Linked DNA regions of Sus scrofa: regions 1 and 3 are each linked to region 2. A link is a contact called in public HiChIP or PLAC-seq data. All regions are on one chromosome and are shown on one strand. Each heading gives the region's core, a stretch centred on a gene start, on an enhancer-like site or on the middle of the called end of the contact. The rest is flanking DNA. Distances are from core to core; before and after follow the strand shown.

What was found. HiChIP or PLAC-seq counts read pairs in DNA pulled down with a chosen protein or histone mark.
Region 1: a contact with region 2 is called in an H3K27ac HiChIP or PLAC-seq map of alveolar macrophages. The contact joins the promoter of AGTPBP1 here to the promoter of ZCCHC6 in region 2. A contact is called at or near these places in 1 of 5 promoter capture datasets (fetal liver), 5 of 47 Hi-C or Micro-C datasets (embryonic fibroblasts, heart right ventricle, omental adipose tissue and 2 more) and 2 of 2 datasets of contacts at active chromatin or transcription factors (alveolar macrophages and skeletal muscle).
Region 3: an H3K27ac HiChIP or PLAC-seq map of alveolar macrophages shows a contact between it and region 2. The contact joins the promoter of NAA35 here to the promoter of ZCCHC6 in region 2. A contact is called at or near these places in 2 of 5 promoter capture datasets (fetal liver and liver), 2 of 47 Hi-C or Micro-C datasets (fibroblasts and skeletal muscle) and 1 of 2 datasets of contacts at active chromatin or transcription factors (alveolar macrophages).

What each region holds. Positions count from the first base shown.
Region 1 is chr10:29,438,351-29,442,875 of Sscrofa11.1, reverse strand. It overlaps AGTPBP1 (cytosolic carboxypeptidase 1), which reads right to left and starts at 2,726. Exons shown (of 25, transcript XM_013989714.2): 1 at 2,526-2,726. It overlaps LOC110255596 (serine/arginine repetitive matrix protein 3-like), which reads left to right and starts at 2,535. Exons shown (of 2, transcript XM_021064272.1): 1 at 2,535-3,073. The coding sequence starts at 2,535.
Region 2 is chr10:28,993,621-28,998,196 of Sscrofa11.1, reverse strand. It overlaps ZCCHC6 (terminal uridylyltransferase 7), which reads right to left and starts at 2,633. Exons shown (of 27, transcript XM_013989710.2): 1 at 2,477-2,633; 2 at 796-1,343. The coding sequence starts at 1,312.
Region 3 is chr10:29,320,491-29,325,453 of Sscrofa11.1, reverse strand. It overlaps NAA35 (N-alpha-acetyltransferase 35, NatC auxiliary subunit), which reads left to right and starts at 2,745. Exons shown (of 23, transcript XM_021064637.1): 1 at 2,745-2,907; 2 at 3,735-3,863. The coding sequence starts at 3,740.

The DNA.
Region 1 (4,525 bases), core at 1,477-3,976, 440 kb before region 2:
TAGTTTCAAATGATGCAACTGACAAGGGCTTAATCTCTAGAATATACAAGCAACTTATACAACTCAACAGCAAAAAACCAATCAATCAATGGAAAAATGGGCAAAAGACCTGAATAGACATTTCTCCAAAGAAGATATACAGATGGCCAACAAACACATGAAAAAATGCTCAACATCGCTGATTATAAGAGAAATGCAAATCAAAACTACCATGAGATACCACCTCACACCAGTCAGAATGGCCATCATTAATAAATCCACAAATAACAAGTGCTGGAGGGGCTGTGGAGAAAAGGGAACCCTCCTGCACTGTTGGTGGGAATGTCAACTGGTACAGCCACTATGGAGAACAGTTTGGAGATACCTTAGAAATCTATACATAGAACTTCCATATGACCCTGCAATCCCACTCTTGGGCATCTATCCGGACAAAGCTCTACTTAAAAGAGACACATGCACCCGCATGTTCATTGCAGCACTATTCACAATAGCCAGGACATGGAAACAATCCAAATGTCCATCGACAGAGGATTGGATTCGGAAGATGTGGTATATATACACGATGGAATACTACTCAGCCATTAAAAAGGATGACATCATGCCATTTGCAGCAACATGGATGGAACTAGAGAATCTCATACTGAGTGAAATGAGCCAGAAAGACAAAGACAAATACCATATGACATCACTTATAACTGGAATCTAATATCCAGCACAAATGAACATCTCCTCAGAAAAGAAAATCAATCATGGACTTGGAGAAGAGACTTGTGGTTGCCTGATGGGAGGGGGAGGGAGTGGGAGGGATCGGGAGCTTGGGCTTATCAGTCACAACGTAGAATAGATTTACAAGGAGATCCCGCTGAATAGCATTGAGAACTATGTCTAGATACTCATGTTGCAACAGAAGAAATGGTGGGGGGAAAAACTGTAATTGTAATGTATACATGTAAGGATAACCTGACCCCCTTGCTGTACAGTGGGAAAATAAAATAAAATTTAATATAAAAAAAAAAAAAAAAAAAAAAAAAAAAAAAAAAAACAAGTCGTGTTACAACTCCGCCTTAAGAATGAGAAAAAGTGGATAAGGCACTGCTGACTATCTCACAGTAACTACACAAGAAAATGCTGATAGAGCTTTCAGGGTTCTGCTTGGTTTCGATGAACACTTGGCACATGTTTTAAAATATGTACCATTTAAGGTGCCTTAAATAAACTACTACTTTTTTGGCCTACTGAACTGAAAACATTCCACAATACATTACAAAAATAACTTTCTGACTTTCTCAGGGAATTAAGAAAAAAAGACAACTTATAAGACGAATTCAGAGGTTAACAAAGAAAGACATAACTCCATTTATATAAAGATTCCAATGAGGACATAAATGGTAAAGGAAAATAAGTGATCCAGAAGACTGCTAAAGTCCTTGCTAACTATAAACTGTCGTGCATCATAAACTCTGCCATAATTGTGAATACCTGGGGGGAAAAAAAAAAAAACACCCACAAAGAAGTAATACCGCCAAAGAAAATTTCTACCGGATCTTACAACATATTAGGTCATCAACAGTGCACCTGCAGGCTCTTGAGGACTCTATCTTAAAACGAGAAATGGGCTTTAAGTATAAAAGCCATTCTGCATCAATGTTTTATAACTCCATTCTATAATGAGTAAAATGCCCAGGAAAGGAAACTAACCGATTCAAAACCGTACTGGCACTTTAAGAAACTTAAAGGTACAGGAGGGAAACCACACCATAGGGCTCCGCAAGCCTTTGCGCTGGGTTGCAAGAGGCCCTGAATACTTGCAATAAAGAACCCGCAACTCAGGAAGGAAGGCTGGAGGGAAACACTGCACTGTCATCTAGGGCGATGATTCAGGTTCAAATCAAACCCACAAGGCGACAAGTTGTAAGCAGAGAAGACACTTCAGGTCAAGCCACCCATTGAGAGGAAGTAAGCCTCGCCAACGCCACATCCCACCTGAAAGCCTAGCGCACCTAGAGGGTGAGAGCTAGGGTGGGTGCTGGGGTGGGTGGGGAGGCTGGGCGCGCGCCCGGCCCCGGCCCGCCGCCCCTCCGCTCTGCTCCGCGCTGTACCGAGGCCACCGGCGCTTGGGGCCCGAGAGAAAGGGGTGGCAGGACGGGTGGCCGCCTGTGCTCGGAGACCGCGCCAGGAATCCTCCGCGGCGACCGGGAAGGGGGCGACCGGGGCGGGGGCTTCCCAGTGTCCGTGGGTGGGGGCGGGGTGGGACGTTTTCCAGACACCGGCCAAAGCCCCCATCCATCAGGCGTTTCCCTTCAAGACCGGGTCCACCCCCGAAAGACACGGGTTACACAACCTGTCAGGTAAGGGGCGGAGGGGTGGCAGGGCACAGACCACGGCGGGCTCAGGGCCGCTCCTCCCTGGCTTCTCCCGCCCCCAGGATGCCGCGGCCGGAGAGAGCAGAGGGGTGGCGGGCAGCCGGGCAAGTCGCGGGCGAGGGGCTGCTGGCCCGGACGCGCGGACAGCGGAGCGGCGCTCACCGGCTCAGGATGGGGCGCTGGCAGGGACCAGGCAGAGCCGCAGCACCCAGTTCGGCGTCAGCAGCACTTGCGGCTGCTCTCCCGGCTCACGACGGATTCCTCGCCGCCCGCCGCCGGGTGTTTTCATACAAACCCCGGTGGCAGGCGAGGAGGAGGCGGCTGCAGCAGTGGCGGCGGCGGCGGCGGCGGCGGCGGCGGAACCTGCCCGCATCCCGGGCAACGTCAGCGCGGCGCCCCGCCCACCGCACTGCTAGGCCAGCCGGCTCGCGCGCGCCGGGCAGGAGGGAGCGCGGGGCGCGCGTGCAAGATGGGCGCGCGCCGGCGGGGAGGGCGGGTCACGCGCGGGCAGAAGCGGCGGGGGCCCGGGGAGCGCGCGTGGGGAAGCTGGGAGCGCGCGCAAAGGAGAGGGCGGGGCGAACGCGGTTGTTTGGAAGCCGGGAAAACGCGGTCGGGATCCTGGAGCCCGGCTGTTCGCGGCGCTGGCTGTCGTCCACTGCAGCTGCCGCCCTACCCGACCAAATGGGTCTCCCGGCGGCTGCCCGCGTCCTGTAAGTCACCTTGCTCTGCTCTCTCAATTAGAGCCTCCGCCTTTTCCTAGAACTAAGCTGGAGCCACCCCGACAGTCTTATGAGGCTTTTGGCAGCACCACACCAGTGGCTGTTAACTCTCCGACGCACGTGGTACCGGGGTGGCATTGGACCTTGGGGACCGCAGTAGAACAGAGCCTTTTACTGACCTCAGGGAGAGTCCTTAATAGGGTGAAGACTATCAGCTCTCACAGCCAGGCTCCCAGAACACAATGAAATTCTACCTTGTGGTCATACCTCAATAAATCAGATACCTAGTGCTGCAAGGAACAAAATTTCATGCTGATTTAATTTTTGCTTTTTTTGTAACGTGCGTACATATAGTCACAAAAAAATGGTAATGCTGAATGAGCCACTAAAGACAAAGATGGAATGTTTTCTCTGAGCCAAAATAATGTGTCAGAGAGATAAAATACCGATACACTCACTCTCTTCTGTTTCGACTGCATGTGAACACATTATAACGTATTCTTAATAAACACTGACATTTACTTTTTTTTTTCCAGAGCATAGGTCACGTTTGCTGCTGTTTATAGTAGCTGGTAAGAAATGTAAAATTATTACAGCTGGATAGGGAAATAAATTGAGAGCTGTGAGGTTTTTGTTTCATTTTCTTATCATCATATTTAAAAGAACTTATGCAGGTGCGAAGGTCATTTCAAAGGTAATCCAAGGTGCAGCATCTGTGCTGCCTGCAGTTTGCCCTTGGCAGATGTCTTTACTACGATGAACAAGAAACTGCCATTTTATAAATGCCATAGTTTCCCTGATTAGGAGCACCAAAAGGTAGGTTATAGCATTTTAAATAATTTTAGAACAATTACCACCCCAAGCCATCCAGTCTAGAAAGCATTGTCTGAGAACACTTAATTATCTAAAAACATTTAACATTTTATAGAATTTAAATATATGTGACACATATGAAACTTTAATCAAAAAGCATCTTCCTGGGAGTTCCTATCGTGGCGCAGGGGAAATGAATCCGACTAGGAACCATGAGGTTGCGGGTTTGATCCCTGATCTTGCTCAAGGGGTTAAGGATCCGTCATTGCCATGAGCTGTGGCGTAGGCCAGCAGCTACAGCTCCGATTTGACCCCTAGCCTGGGAATCTCTATATGCCCCAGGTGCTACCCCAAAAAGACAAATAAATAAATAAAGCATCTTCTTAAGTATATTAACCTGTAATACAGAAAGGTATAGATATAAATGTGAATGTGTAGAATTTGCATTTCACTTTAATAAAGTATTGTTAGTGTGATTTGATGGCCAGGACACAGACCCAGTAAATTAAACCACACAACTAAGTAAAAAGCAGAACCAATCCCTGTTGGTTCCTCAGCTTTCTCAACATGCCTTATTATGGTATATAAAACTCAACGTAATTAATTGTGTGATATAGATCAGAGTCTGAC
Region 2 (4,576 bases), core at 1,384-3,883:
ATGTTTTTCAACCTGTTTGCCATGTTAACTTTTGAGAAAAAAAATCTTGCACTATCCTCCCTTGGAGACTGATGCTCCTCACAAAAGCAGGAGATGAATGCAGTCTAAAATAAGATTTTTTAAAAAAGCTTTATATTCTGTCATTTATTTCATGGACACATACATTATTCAAGTACAAAATATTATAATTGTATTATAACATAATTTAGAAAATACATACACACCACCTAGAAATTATAATATATCCCCAGGGTGGTATGATCACCCTCTTCTGTGAAAAGCACCAATGGGAATTTTTTTTTTTTTTTTTTTTTGCTTGTTAGGGCAGCGCCCACAGGACATGGAGGTTCCCAGGCTAGGGGTCCAATCAGAGCCACAGCTGCCGGCCTACGCCACAGCCACAGCAACTCGGGATCCAAGCCATGTCTGTGACCTACTCCACAGCTCATGGCAGTGCCGGATCCTTAACCCACTGACTGACGCCAGGGATCAAAACCCGAAACCTCATGGTTCCTAGCTGGATTCATTTCTGCTGCGCCACAACAGGAACTCCGGAAATATGTTTTTACTAAAGTAAAATGAGCCTGTGGTAAACTTTGAAATGAACCAATACACGCAATGTGTTGAAGCTACCCAAAAAACATGGTCCTTAATCATATTAAATAAGCAGAAACTATGAAAAACTGGAACTGCATTGCTGAAAATAGTAAAACTCATCTGAATGAGAAAGAAAACTGACTTCAGTCACAATCCTGTTGACTTCAGGGTTGTAACCTGACAGGGTGGAAACATTACCAGGGCTTCCTGCTTCCATTTCTGACATGGTCTCCAGGCTTGTCAGGTCTTTATGAAACAATCGTCTTACAGTTCTGCAGCCTCTTCCATCTTGCCACCTATATACATCTTCACTTTCTTGAAAAGAGTCTTTTCTTGGTCGGTTTAAAACAGGAATTCTAGGTCCAGGTTTGAATTCTCTCCAACTGTCTGCATTACCAAGTTCATCAGATAGCCATCTCTTACTCTGATCTTTGTGGTTATCAGTTATCCAAACAGGTTGACTGTAAATTGGGTTCTTAAATGCATATGGATTGCTGGAAACAGCATATGGTCCTTTTCTGGGGGTATTCCCATAGTTCCCTGGTGTTAATTTTTTTTTGGGAGGGCCTTTTTCCATTTTACTGCTATAGCCTTTAGCATAATCATCCATTATTAAATAATCTTGTTGGGGGTGACCCCTTCTGAAATCTTCATCATCAGTAGTCCCTCGCTCTTTAGCACGCTTCACAAAATAAGGTTTGGCAGCATCTCCCATGGTCTTTGACTTCAATTTTCTTACTCTGCACCTATAAGAAGGTATCAAACTATTATAGGATATCATGCCAAGTACACAAAATACCACAGTTATTGCAAGATGCTCAAAAGCCTGTAAGAAAACTCTTCTTTTCCTAATTTCCGTCACATTCCAATAGTCAGTGCATTATGCTAGAAGTCAGGAGGCTTAATACCATAATATTCTTCATGAAATTAGTACTCGTTCTTTAACATAAAGATTAAATCTATGAGTCTGTCTTAAAAATTGGAGAATAAAAACACTGTCACTCATGACAAGCTGGTTGACTTTTTACCCATATAACTAAGGCTCTTCTTACAAAACAAAACAAAAAACAAACTTCACCCTAAGCCTATACTTTAGAGAACTCCCCAAACGGTCTTTTAAAAACAAGCTGACAATTATTTTTAAGTGTTATACAAAGTAACCGAAACTTTGTGAAGTAGTACATCTTATCGCCACTTTTCCATCCCTTCTCGGTATCCCGGGGCCTCCGCTCCGCTCACCACTGTTCAGAAGGCCCGACTTCTATAGCTTGGGCTTCGGAGGGGCTGGGCTCCCGACCAAGGCTCCGCTCTGGTCAGAGGGGCTGGCTTTCCGACCGATGGACAAGTCCAGCTAACCTGCCCAGTCCTCATCCTCAACTCCAAACAAGTTTGGTTTTGTCACGAACAGAAATTCTCCCTCTTCGATCCCCATGTGACAGCCCCACCTCCGATCTGCCTCAGTTTCCACTCTTCGGGTCGGAGGCGGAGAAATAGGAGGCGTCTCCGCACTCCTGGCCACGAAGCCACCGCGGGGACCAGGAAGCAGGAAGTGACCTGCCTCCTCGATAGGGTTCCGGGGTCCCCCCGGCAAAACAGGGGGCCGGGAGCGAGTGCCTCCACCGAGATTCCTGCTTCTCTAGTCCCCGTAGGGTCTGACACAAAGTGAAGATGCGGACTCCAGCCCGAGAGCTCAGTCCCCACCGGCCCGGGGGCTCCCGGGTCCTCACAACTAGGGCGAGGAGGACGGCAGAGGATGAAGCCAACGTATCTCCCCTCCTGGGCCCGCCCGCTACTCCGGAGACCCGAGAACCCACCGGAGACCCACCCCAGACGCGAAACTGAGAAAGACACAGGCGAAAAGGCGCCCGGGAGCACTCACCACCTCCGCCGCGGTCCCCCGCCTCTTCCTGTCCCGACCAGGCTCCCTCTCCGTGTTTTCCTTCAGCCCCACTTCCGGCGCTCAGCGCTGTCTCATTGTGCGCGATTGGGAGCCGGCCTTGCCTCCGCCCGAGCGCTCAGCCGCGCACGCCGGAAACGCCCGCCGCCCCGCCCCTCTTGCTTCCGCCGCCGCCGCAGCCTCCTGCGCGCAGGCGCTTTCCGGGTGGGACGTCGGGTCGTGTTCTGACAGCTAGCACTCCACTCTTGTTTGCTGCGTGCGTTCGTCGCTTGGCCCGCTTGCTGTTCTCGCAAAAGCGCGGGGCAGAGGAGAGAAAGAAGCCTCTCGTTCTCCGAGAGAGACGCAGAGGCCGCAGTCAGGGCCTGGATATACTCGGAGGCTCGGCTTCTCCTCTGGGTGCTCCTTGTTGCTTCCAGGGAAAGTTTAGTCTGGATCTGAGGCCTCGTGGCGCTCTTCCTGGTTTTTCAATTTTGGTAATTCGAGGGAATGAATGTCTCAGTGAGGTCTTAATTGCCGACCCTCTAGAAACGCCAGCGTTTAAGCTTCCACTGTACACCCAGATCTCAGTGTGTTCAAGGGAAATGCTGTGCTTTTTTCTTAGTCCTCAGATTAACTTCTCTTAAAAACAAAACCGTGTTTTGAAGAAAATGTATAATCGCAAAGGATAACCAAGGACGGTCATACTAGAATTTTTGAACAGAGAATTTTTTAAATGAAACTAGCAAACGACCTGGGTGGGTTTTTTCCCCCCTCTTTTTGTTTTGACTGTTACCGTCAATGCTATCTGCCTTGTTCTAAATACTTCGAAAGCCTCGAGCAACTAATAAAATTAGAGCGTTGAAAAAATGTGACAGCTTTGATTTCTCTGCTTTTTAAGAGCATTCAAATTTAAATCCATGAGATTCTGGAGGGATAATGGTCTTAAAAGGAGCACATTAATACTGGCTGTTGCCAAGGCACTGTTCTGACAGCTTTACAAGTAATTACTCACTTAATCCGCACAACAACTCCTCTAGAATATCATTATCCTCACTTTAAAGGTGGAGAAATAGAGTTTGTGGTGAAGTAAATGGCACCGCTGGAATCCAAACCCTAATGAAGCAGAGTCTCTTCTTAACCACTGTCTATACTAAAGGTAATTTAAAACAGGTAGGTACAACTTCTGTATAATGCCTTATCTAGATGCTTTGGTTCTGAATATACGTGACAATCAAGCCAATCTTTTCAACAGGCTGACAGTGGTGTTTTTATAGAGTCCAAAAAGCGTGATGATACATGATTACATTTATTATATGCAATACTAATGCTACCACACCCAGTCAGGGAATACTGTATGGAAGAACTGGTTCAGGAAACATCAGCCTCAAGTGTCTAGAATTTTAGAGTAGCAGTTGATAATGCTTTTTAAGGCTTTAATATTTTTTATTTGCGTTTTCTTCAGTGTGTTTCCCAAAGCCTAACTTCTATTCAGAATGTGCTTTTAAGATTCCCCTTGAGGCTAAATGAGGCTCTGTAAAACAAGACACAGTGCTAATCAAAAGATATTGACAGATAAAATATCTCTTTTTGTCCGTATTGTACTGTAATGGGAACTTAAATTGGTCACAGGGATCTGTAAAATCCAGTGGAAACATTTGGTTTGATGCTTTATTTGGATGTCATTGGAGGGACGACTCAGTTTCTCAGAATCTTTGTGGTGATTGCTCTACAGTCCAGAGGTATTTCCAAAAACTAGGAGCAGAAATGTGGCAGCTGTGAGCTTTAGAGGACAGAAACACTGCTCCATGAGTTCCTGTGTGTCTTGTCTCCTGAACCAGAAGCTTAATATCTTCTTGACAGGCTACCCTCGTCAAACCCAGTGCTCTTTTTCACATAGGGCCATGAAGTCAGCAGTGTAAGGGTTGGAGTCATAGTTTTGTCAGCCAGGTTTTTTTCCTAGGGCTTTTTAATCCCCTTTGTTAGTGGGATCGGGAAGTAAAAATGGAGTCAATGTAGCTAGCTAAGAGAACTCTAAAATGGAGCAGGGAGACCATTAAGGAAGTGAGACCTAACAGCACGTTTCAGCTCAGCTGGAATCTGAAC
Region 3 (4,963 bases), core at 1,496-3,995, 330 kb before region 2:
CCGATTTGACCCCTAGCCTGGGAACTTCCATATGCCACAGGTGTGGCCCTAAAAAGACAAAAAAAAAAAAAAAAAAAAAAAACAAAAAAAACCCCAAAACAAAACAAAACCAAACAAAACCAAAAAAACAAAACAAAAACAAAAAAACCTGAATACATTCAAACATCAAAACCATGTTATATTGGTCCCTGGCATCAGTTCAATGTGATGACATCAAGCTAAATTTCCTCTCAACACAAGTGTTTATGCCTGGAATACTTGGGGTTTTACAAGTCAAGATTTAGACTCATAGCAATTAGTTTCCAGCCCTCCAAAAATGCCAATCTACAGGCTTGTTTATGTAGACCAACTATTTATCAGTTGGTTCCTTTGGATTCATTAATTCATCATGTAGTCTATCTAATGTGAAAAATGATGAGCAGTTTTCAACACTGAAACATATGGATGTCATCATAAATTAAACCTCTCCTTTTCAGGGAAAATGGTTTTTAAAGCAGAGAGGTAATTAGAACTTGTGAAAATAAATTTGAATTTCAAATAAATTACAATTTTAGTGAAGAAATTAAGAATAAAGAAATCCACTTGCCTATTTTGTTCTGGTGATTTTTCTTTTTCATTTTCTTCTTTTTTTTTTAGTTAGGAAGCATTCCAAAATTTAGTGTTTTGTTTTTGTTTTTTAATGCATCGTATTGGTTTTTGTCACAATCTATACATAATTCTGAATAACTCACCTGCAGTCAGTTCATCCTTTTCTAGATTTCTTATGGCCTCTGCACAGATCATCAAATATTTTGGAAGAAAGACTTTACATTTGTTTTGCTGTAATTCTTGTCTACATTCTCATCTTCAATGTATTTGGTGAGTACCTACTACATTCCAACCACTGCTCTTAATGCTGGGGATACAAATTTGGTCAAAACAGGCAAACCTCCTACCCTTAGGAAACATACTATTCTATACGAGACATAAAGATGTACTTATTTATTTATTTATTTATTATTTTTTCTTTTTAGGGCCGTACCTGTGGCATATGGAAGTTCCCAGGCTAGGGATCAAATGGAGCTGCAGCTGCAGGCCTATGCCACAGTCACTTGAGTTGTATCTGCAGCATACACCACAGCTTGTGGCAATGCCAGATCCTTAACCCGCTGAGCAAGGCCAGAGATCGAACCCACATCCTAATGGCTACTAGTCAGGTTCTTAACCTGCTGAATCACAATGGGAACTTCTTTGTATTTTTCATTTTTAAAGTCAACTTTATTGAAGTTTGATTTGCACGCAGTAAAATGCACACGTGTGTGTACTTCACTGAACTTTTACAAATGAATTTAGCCATATAACCACTACCATGATCAAGATTTGAACATTTCCATCCCTTCCAATCACTTAGCCATATTCCAATTAATCCTGCCTCACACCTCCTCCCGCTCTGGCAGTCACTGCTCTGTTTTCTGTCATTACAGATTAAATTTGTCTTTTTAAAAATTACATATAAAATTATAGTCTAGTCTTTTGCTCATACTGATTTTTTTTTTTCCCTCTTTAGGGCAGAACCTGCAGCACAAGGAAGTTCCCGGGCTAGGGGTCAAATTTGGAGCTGCAGCTACCATCCTATACCACAGCCACAGCAATGCAGGATCCGAGTGATGTCTGCAACATACACCACAGCTCATGGCAACACCGGTTCCTTAACCCACTGAGTGAGGCTAGCAATCGAACCCACATCCTCATAGAAACTAGTCAGGTTCTTAACCTCCTGAGCCACAACAGGAACTCCCATAATGATTTCCTTTGCTCAGAATTTTTTTGAGATTCATATTTTTGCATGTCAAGTACTCATCCCTGTTTGTCAATAACTACTATTCATTATATGAATAATTACACATCATCGTATGGATATGCCACAAGTTGTTTATCTGCTCATTAAGGTTGTTGCCAGTTTTTGGTCTTTAAAGCTACAAAAATTAATGTACAAGTTTTTGTGTGGACCAATGGCTTGGTCTTGTAAGTGCATGATTAATTTTATAGTAAAAGATGAACTGTTTATCAAAGAGGTTGTATCCTTTTGCATTCCCCATCAGCAACATCTGAGTTCCAGCTCCAGCAAATTGGAGCTCCAACTGTTCTGTGTCCTCAACATTGGGTATCATCTCTTAAACTTTAGCCATTTTATTGGCAACGTGGTGGTAAAGATGCATTTTGTTTCCTACCCGTAGTAGTCTACTTATTTAATTGCACTTTAAAAATGATCATTTTACTAATTTTAGGAAAGCTTTAAACCATGTAATGGGTCTAAAAGAAAATGACTTGATTCTGCTGATATTTTGTTTCCATTCTTCCTCATGAACTCCCCAGATTCTCTAGGAAACATAAATCAAGTGTCAGGCAAAACCAACTCGACGGAGCTTTCAGAGCTGAGCTCTTCATTCACAGCCCCAACATCAAGGGTCCACACCTACTTCCACTCCTTCCTCCTGATTCTCTTCACCTTTCTAAGAATTTCCCAGGGAGCTGCGCGGGACGAGGCGGGGCGGGCTCTGGGTCCCCAGGCTCCGCCCCTTACTGGGACCCACCCACTAACCAGGTCGCTGCCCAAGGCTGGAGGAGGAAGATAGCTTCCGGTCTTGCGATTGCCTCTAATCTCGCGAGAAGAGAAGATGGCCTCCAACGGCCGAATGACGGCAGTGGCTAGGAAGGGGGTGTGGCCGGGAGCGCGAAGTCCCCTGGCGTGAGGGAGAGGAGGCGGGGTCGCGCGCACTGGGCGTACGCATGCGCGCACGCGGATGGTCGGGCTGGGCTGAGAGGGGAGGGGGCGGCGGCGGCGGCGGCGGCGGCAGTAGCCGAGGCGGCGTCTTTATTTCCGCGGTTCGGACTGTGTGGCGGCGCGAGTGGCCACGGGAGAAGTAGGTAGGAACCACCGTGCGGAGCCCTTGAGACTTCCTCCTACCCGTGTCCGACAGCCGCAGCCCCTCGCGCGTGTGGCAGACCCGGGGGACTCCAGGTCACCCTGCGGCCCCGGCCCTCCCGCCGCGCTTCAGGTAGGAGCTACGGGCTCCCCAGTGTCCGCCGAGGGCCCGGCCTTACACAGTGTTACCGGGCGACGACCTGGCACCGGGCATGCCCGTCCTCCCGCGCGACGGCAGCTCTGTCCTTGCTTCCGTGCCTTTGGGACCGGGCCGGGCTGACCCGGGTGAGCCGGGTCCCCGCTTCAGGTGCACCTCCGCCCTAAGCCCGATGGCTGGGACCCCGTGGTGCGCTCCCTTGTGCGGTGCCCCCCGGACAGGCCATGCTGGGGTCCTGCCGAGCGGAGAGAGGTTGATCCAGCAAGCTCCGGTAGGGGAGGGACCCCCTTGACTTGAGTGGTTGCCGCATGGGGTCTTGGGCTGCGAGAGGGGACCTTGAAGAGTGCCTTGGTTATTTGTGGCCAGCGTTGAAAGTTGGAAACAGTGGAGTTGGTTCTCTTTGGGCCAGTGCTGGGATGGTTTGTGATTTTTCTTATGAAATAGGCAAACTTGTTTATGAGCCCTCGTAGATGGTGGACCAGTAGTGTTAATTAACGTGAAATTTAATTGCATTAAGGTAATTTTTTACAGTACCGTCCACAAACTCAAAAGAGCTCTGCCCAGACAGTTTAGTAAGACTTTCATCCAGTACTTAAACAGACACACATGGTTTGCCAGTACCCTTGTCCTGAAAGCTACATCCTCTCTTTTACACCAGTATTAATTTTATAGGCATAATGGTTATGAAAGCTTCTGTAGAAGATGATGATTCAGGATGGGAGCTCAGTACACCAGAAAAGATGGAAAAAAGCAATACGAACTGGGTGGACATAACCCAAGATTTTGAAGAAGCTTGTCGAGGTGAGTTTGAAGTTTTGAAATAGAAGTTCAAAATTTGAGAAAGGGTGCAATGAAATGTGGATTGTGATTTCTAAACTGTAGCAGTAAATGAAAAAGAAAATCAACAGGTAAGTGCGGTTTATTGAGCTTGTTAACCACACTCATTCTCTATTTTCTGATTTTAACTTTTGTTTGAAGCCAGTTTATATATATCATGAAATACAGACATTGAGGCAGTTTCTTCTGTTAACATGTTCTAACTTTAATAAGTTTGAGAGTACATAGCAATAATTTCAAACTGCGGAAATAGGAATTCTGTTGCCCCAAAGACAATAGTGTTTGTGTATATTTGAGGTTTGAAAATGGTCACATCACATCATTTCCCAGCTTAAGATCTTCCGTTGGCTTCCTGCTGTATGTAGAATAAAATTTAAACTTCTTCCCTGTGGCCAATATGATCTGGTGCCTGCCAACAGCTCAGACTGTTTTTTGTACCACTGCTCCACTGGGCTCATTACGTTGGTCCCAAGATCCTTAATAAACACATCAGGGTCGGTTCCCCAGGTGTTCACATCACAGGCTTCTTCTTGACCACTTAAATGTTAGCTTCACAGTGAGATTTTCAGAAAACAACCAATCAAAGCAGATTCATGGGCTGCACCTGCGGCATGTGGCAGTGCCCAGGCTGGGGGTCGAATCAAGTGCTACAGCTGCTGGCCTACGCCAGATCTGAGCCACGTCTGCAACCTATAGCACAGCTCACTGAGTGGGGCCAGGGATCAGACTGACGTCCTCATGGATACTAGTCGGGTTCATAAGCTGCTGAGCCACAATGGGAACTCCCTCATTCTTTTTTATTCAACTCCACCTCAGTTGAATCACCCTGTTTTATTTTCTTCATAGCACTTATCCACTGTTGGAAACCATTTTCAACTATTGTTTATTGTCACCTTTACCCACTGAAATATGAGCTCTGTGAATGCAGAGATCCTGTCAATAATCCTGGTGCATAGCACATTGCCTGGCACATAGTCAAGTTCAAATGCTTGGGCATAAATGATTGGCGAAGTGAGCATGTTTGTTGTTTGAGGGGAAAGCGTCTCGGCAAGAATAAAGATAAG